Linked DNA regions of Anas platyrhynchos: region 2 is linked to region 1. Evidence: chromatin contacts called from public Hi-C data. All regions are on one chromosome and are shown on one strand. The core of a region is the stretch at or near the end of the contact, and the rest is flanking DNA. Distances in the headings are between cores, read along the strand shown. Region 1 has its middle 24 kb from the start of SLC4A1AP. Region 2 has its middle 11 kb from the start of PLB1.

Region 1 (3,406 bases), core at 394-2,893:
CCTCTCTAACCTCCCTGATCGAAGGATGACATCCAGTGAAGGCATAGCAAGCTGTAACATGGACATGCAAGCAGAGACAGACCCCTGTTACTCTACCAACCACAGCAGATAATGGGAATTATGGAAAAACAGACCCAACACCTGATCCTGGGTGTATTTCTTGCAATGTCTTTACCCACTGTTGCAGCACTGCACGCTCACTGTTCAATTCTTCCACCAACCCTCCCACATCACGCCAGGGCTGATGACAGCACAGGCGATGTGCAGGGGCTAGCTCAGGATGTAACTCGTCTGAAGCAGGTGAGAGCTGCTGTGATGAGGGGCTGGAATCACCTGCAGGAGGGCACGTCCAGGAAAGGTCACTGGGACAGATCCCCCTGCACCAGTGCCACTGAAGACCTGCAAGCCGTCTCCTGGCAGGAATTACACCACTCTTGAGCTCACTGACCCATTTCTCCTACGCTTACCCCAGGCCTTTCCTCACAATGCCACTGAAAAACCACGAATGTCACAGGAATGGCATTTCTCAGCTTCTAGAACGATCTGAGTTTTACGATGCTGCCAGTTTGAACAGGCTGTGCTAAAATCACTCGCCTCACTTGACACCTGCCTGGGCTTGGGCTGGGAGAGGAAGCAGTGAGAGCAGCCTGTGCCCGCCAACCACCCTTGGCCTCTTTGGGGCATTTTGCCACAGCACGGCTCAAACCTGCGTGTGCTGGGGCCCGGCAGAGGCAGGAGGAGCTGGAGGCCCTCTGGAGGAGGCAGCACAACTGGTGTTCCTGCCTGGACTAATTCCTGTGGGGGGGACGGAGGGCAAACACCCCTCACCTTCAGTTTCACTGTGTGCCTTTCAGAAGCCGCTTCCTCACCCACAACACGCAAAATCTGCCTGGCAGGCTGGCAACTGCAGCATGGAGGAGGGAGGGATCCTGCGTGCCTCTGGTGTCCCTCCTGGCAAAGCCAGCCTGAGCTATTCATCGCAATACACGAGCTGTGGACCTCTGCAAGGTTTCCCTTTGCCCTGGCTTGTCCAAGGGCATGAGCCCACCCGAACCATCCTCTGATGCCACCTGAACCCAGCCCCTGCATGGAAAAACGCCGGCCGTGCCACAGGATTAAGTGAAATATCATTCCCAGCTTAGCAGACAGATTTGTTATGTATACAATGAATTACCAGCTCTTTCAGTGCAGTAATTGTTCACACATTGTTTCCCTGCCTCTTTCACTATTTTTTTTGTGATTCATGCTGTTTGGTTGTCCAGTTGACATTTCCAAAATGAAGTTTTTAAGCCCCAGCCTTTCTCCCCTCTGCGCTCCCCTTTTTGTTTGCCTGGTTTATGGGCCTGAGAGAAGTGTTTCCAATCACGATAATATCTTCATGTTTTGTTGACAAAAGGTCAACCTAGGAATAAGTCAAACTGGTTTTAGGAAAAATATTTGCTTATTTAGTAAGGGGATGTGTGTTGGAGATCAAATTTATGAGGGTGAAATTGAGTCTGGTTATTTAAAGGACTCTGAAATAAGAGCTTCCCACCCACTCACCAGGGGAAGAACAAGAGCTATAAATTGCTTTAGGCTGGAGGGAATGTAGAAATAAACTCAGTTTCTGTGCAAAAGGTAATAGGATCCAAAGCAAGAACTAAAAACAGAGCTCAACTGACAACAGCCCGTTCACTCCCTCACACGCAGCCCTCATTCCACACTATCGCTCCTTACAGAATAAAGGTCATAACTCTCCTCAATAGTTGAGCATCCACTTCCACAACAACCATCCTCACCCACTGGCCAGACACTTACTTGGACTTACATGCGAAAGATACAGAGGTTTGGTCCTGGAAATCTGTTTTGTAGCGTGCTTTTTTTTTTTTTTTTTTTTTTTTTTTTTGTGTTTGACTTCAAATTATAGTTCTAAATCAGATATTGGGAACACTTCCATGAGCTTTGGGCATGCCAAGAACCCTACCGAGTGCCGGAGGAACCACCTCTTCATTGAACTTTGCACAAGCAGCACCGCTGAACGAATACGTCTGGAGGATCGTGGTAAAAGGACTTTTCTCTTTTCATTGAAAAGACAAGCAAATAGCGCAACAGGTTAAGTCTCAAAGAACATGAGTTTGAAGAGAGGAGGTACTATATACATAATTATTTTGAAATATGTATATTTATATGCACATGTATACTTATATGCACATATACATGTATGTGTTTGAATAATTGAAGCTGAAAAAGCCCTCCGGGGGTGATCTAGTTTAGCACCCAGAAAACCAAGCCAAGTTAGGTGGCATTGCTCAGGCCCTTGTCCAGCCAAGTGTTGAGCCCCTCCAGGTGTGGAGACCCTACACCCCTCTGGGCACCTGCTCACCCTCATGGGGAAGACTTTTTCTTAATATCTAACAGGAATTTCCCTTCCTGCAGTTGTGACTGCTGCCTCTTCTCCTAGCACATATAGATACATGCATATACACATGCACACAGGTATGATTTCTTATGCTCCTTCTTCTTCTATGCATCCAACAGACAGCAAGCTAAGCAAAGCCTTGGTCTGGCCCAGTGCAGCTATTCCTCTTCCTAGTAAGCTCCAAGCAGCTGCGGAAAGTCTGTCATTTTCCTCCTCCTCCCCCGGCTTTTGCACAGCTTCAATTCCTTTGTATTATTTAGACACGTGCCTCCCTCATGGCTTGGGACATGACTTTTCTTTCCTCCTTAAACATGAAAAAAAAAAACCTGCTGGTCAGGTCTTATTGATGCTGGATACTTGCTAAAAAACACAGCAACATTAAACAAGTCTCTGCACATGGTATGGAGACAAATTGCTCTTATGGAGTTTAACGGGTTTGGGCTAACCCTACAGCCATTACAGATTTCAGCAGGACACAGATAGAGGGGAGGGAGACAGAGCAAGGAAATCTGATTTGCTGTAAATGTTGTATTGTTTTTAGACAAGATAACGATATTGGCTATAGATACCTGCATCTCTCTCTCTCTCCATAGCCACCACAGAAGTTTTTCCATAGTCATTTCAAGCGTAGTTTGTATTCTGCCTTTTCCTGCAGAAGAGATCCAGTCATCCTTTCGACTCTGCCTCCTGCCCCGAACACTACCCACATCTTCAGGGGGATAAGATGCTTGATGGCACCTTTCAATCCAGGCCAACAAAGCTCTTCACAAATGTGGCAAAGGCCTAGACCCCATGCCAGCATCCCTCAGAAAGACCAAGGTTTCACTCTCTGGGTGCATCTGCATTTCTGTGAAGCTGACCACATTTTACTGCTGGGCAAATTAGGCAAAGAGAAGAAGATGCTGTAGGAAAGTCAGATGCTGCTAATAAGCCAGGAGTTGATTCTGCCTGGGCCTGAGCCTAAACCTTTTAATACTTATCTACATATTTTGAACAGCAGAAGAGAAT
Region 2 (3,406 bases), core at 451-2,950, 400 kb before region 1:
CCCAAGAGCAGCCAAATGCTTCACCACCTCTTCCAAAACTGGGGGGAGGAAAGGAAGACCTGCCTGTCCTGGGCCAGCAGCGCTGCCCCACACAGGGAGGAGCCCTCTCCTCCCAGCTCCTTGGCGCTCCTCACTGATTCGGAGTCAACATAATGGGGCCGAGATGGCGCCATTGATCCTGCTGGGCAGGCGGATCCGCTGCACGGGAGGGATTACACAGGAGGGATTTCCCCAGTGGCAACAGGTCACAGGATTTGGCCCCTCATACGGCCCTGTGGTGGAAATGGTTCTCCTTCACCACCACCAGGAACACGTCCATGGAGCAACGGTAGAAGCGGCACTGGGAAATTAAGAGTTGGTGTCTAGTGAAAAAAAAAAAAACAACAAACAGGGACAGCCACCGCAGGTAGAGGACAGACCTACCCAGCCACAGCAGCCAACCATACTCTCAAAAGCCATGTTCTGGGAGGGTCCATGCTGCCACAGACCTCCTACAGTCATGCTGTGTCTTGGGGTCTGTGGGCTGCCAAAACCCTTACTGCACAGCTACTTCTGCTCCATGCCCCCACTGCACAACCTCGACCCCTGCAGCAACCGGGGAAAGGCTTGGACAGGGGTGATGGCTTTTGCATCAGGGTGACAGGAGCAGGGAGGAGGAAGAGCACTGCTGCAGGGTGAGCACTCATCCCAGCTGCAGGTGCCAGCTGAAGAACACGCGCAGAGCCAGGGGAAGCACCTGAAGCCGATGTTTTGAAGGCGTCACTCTCCTTTCCTATTCCTTCCCTTTCACCACAGACAGTGTCACAGACAGATCTTCATTTCCTCAGCTGCCAGAAGTGCAGAAGGTAATTAGATACCAGTATGGCCTCAGAACATTGCTCAGAGTAGAGATTTAATCACAGTCCTCGTGGCTCATAAACACAACACTGAATTGGAGGCTAGAAAAGGCAGCTAACATCTCCCATCACCCCCATGACCCGTAGCAGGCAGGGAGGAGCAGAGGATTGCAGCTCAGTTCTCATCAGCCCAGGACGAAGGCTACGGAGGCTGGCTCCTGCTGCGAGAGGCATTGCCTATGACTGGTGCACTAAGCCCTGGCTTTGAGAGGTCAGAGCAGGGCTGTGCTTTATGAATTTGGTAAAATGTACCTTTCTGCCCATGTTAGAGCATCCAGCACTTGAATAACCGGAGCTCCTCAAAGGAAAAACCCTGACTTATTTCTTCCTTCTGCCCAAAACAAACATTGTGTCCTGCCGTGGATGCTCACATCAATAACCCCCAGCAGCAGTGTGTGTCATCTCTGGGAGACGCTGATGAATGCTGCTGAGCCTGGGAGCCCAGTTAGGGTTACAGAAAGGGGGCAAGGAGACCAGAGGGAGCGTGCACACTCAGCTGATGGAGCCTGCCTGACCCACGCACCCACCTAAGCTCACCGGTTGTAGATCCAAGTTTACCTTTCCTGGAAACTTGAAAAACTTATTCCTGAGAGAGGAAAAAAAAAGTATGAGAGCCCACAAAAGGCAAATAGGCAATGGGTACTGGCACTGCCTATGAGCTTGCAGAGTTGTACAGTCATTTGTGGGATGCAGGCTGTAGATTACAGCCATGTAAGGCCTGTCTCCCTCTCTTCCCCCACACTAGTCTGTGGAACAGAGCATGCAAAATAAAAAGAGAAATCTGAGACTCACACTGTGGCATGCTGAACAGTTTACATTCTTGTCTGCCATGATATCCTCCTCCCAGCCTAGTTCTTATCTGTTTGACCTCACATAACCAGTATCAGGAAAGCTGATATTTAGTACAGAGGAATTCTGTAGTTCAAATGCGATAACGCTGCAGAAGGGAAAAGAAATATGCTTGCAATACAGAACTTCTAGCTACATGGAGTCAAAAGCAGAAATGCAGATTGCTTGAGGATGGTGGGCACCTCTGGAGATTGTCTAGTCCAGCCCTCTGCTCATGCAGGACCACCTACAGCAGGTTGCTCAGAGCAACGTCCACCTACGTTTTGAGTATCTCTGAGGAGGGAGACTCCATGACCTCCCTGGGAGCCTCGTCCTTTCTTCTTCGAGGAAAGTCTTCCTGAGGTGTCTTAGATCTCACTGCACCGGAACACACATTAAAAACCTTCTTTTAAACCTCAGCCTTATGAGAGCGTGCCAGCAGCTTCCACACAGATTGATAATCTATCTCCTGATGCTAACAGTGGCCAAACACAGCTGGATGGGGGCCTCTCGTGCCACGCGAGGCAGGGCAGAAAACACTGCACTGTTGCAATGGAACTTGAGAACTTGTTATGACGAAATGAAACTTCAGGAGGATCAGGTCATGGTCATAAGTAGGAGTAGGACCATAAGGTATTTTTTTCCTTTTTCTTTTCTTTTAAAAAAAAGAAGTATCATTTGTTCCACTTCAATGTATCTGATGCAATAACCATGTCACAGTTTTCCTCTGTCACATCCTTCCCACATGACAGTGGAAACATCACTTCAAACCAGCATTCTGGATGTTCTCCTTTCCCCCACACTCCCACTCCAGCTCCACTTGCCATTAAGCTTTCTTAAAGTTTAGCACAGACTTATTCTTTCCATTGGCTGCAGAATTTCTGCAGTGTTCCTGTAGCTGCTCATGCAGATTCTAGACCAAATTAAGTAAGAGGATGGAAAAAAAAATAAATAAAACCACCACCAAAAAACCTTCCTGTGACACCTTGCTGCCTCTGGTGTAATACATTCAGGTCACTCTTCTGGGATTGTTTTTGCCACAAAAGACCTAACCCAGGTAGGGTCTCCCCTCCATCAGAGAGCAGCAGAAAACACAAGGTTATGCTAGAGCTGTGGAAAGAAACTTCTGAATGTGCAAGAAGACCTCACATGCTGCCCAGGGAGATGAACCGCTTCTTGGAACTTCACTAAGAAATGTGACCATGAGGAAAAATCAGGGATGAGTCTAGCATGACAGGGAATGGACAGGTAAAAGAGAACAGGGAGCCTCTCTTAATCCATGTACTCAGTAAAAATGCCATCCGGTCGCCAACTGATCACAACCCAGCTGTAGGCACAGATGGCTTTTGCATCCTTTCCTTGCAAAAGGAACAGGCAACCTCCCCTCCAGCACGACTCCGCTGGGGAGCAAACACTCTCCCCGTGATAACAACCAGATCCCTCACTTGCACAACAAGATCTGAGCATGGCAGGGTGGGGGGAGGTGAGCCTGTTTAAGAGGGAGGGGGAATTCCCTACATGAAGTGGAGATCTAAACCAAGATGGGGATGTCGGGAAAAACACAATTTCCATGTCAATGTGGTAGAATTCAGCCTCCCACAGCTAGAAGACTGGTGGGAAGCAGTTTGCTCAGCTGTGTAATTTCATCTTTCAAAACCAAATGATGGTAACCGGTGCGGACA

What was found. Hi-C and Micro-C count contacts between places; a contact is called where the count stands out from the background.
Region 2: a Hi-C map of liver shows a contact between it and region 1, with 2.9 times the contacts expected there. The contact joins two enhancer-like sites. A contact is called at or near these places in 3 of 8 Hi-C or Micro-C datasets (liver, skeletal muscle and subcutaneous adipose tissue).

What each region holds. Positions count from the first base shown.
Region 1 is chr3:38,121,533-38,124,938 of IASCAAS_PekinDuck_T2T, reverse strand. No RefSeq gene overlaps it. Among named protein-coding and RNA genes, the nearest start is that of SLC4A1AP, 24 kb to the right of the region's middle. Within about 2 kb of position 1,643, at least 3 of the 8 cell types and tissues checked have an H3K27ac peak or open chromatin away from gene starts, as enhancers often do.
Region 2 is chr3:38,520,050-38,523,455 of IASCAAS_PekinDuck_T2T, reverse strand. No RefSeq gene overlaps it. Among named protein-coding and RNA genes, the nearest start is that of PLB1, 11 kb to the left of the region's middle. Within about 2 kb of position 1,700, at least 5 of the 8 cell types and tissues checked have an H3K27ac peak or open chromatin away from gene starts, as enhancers often do.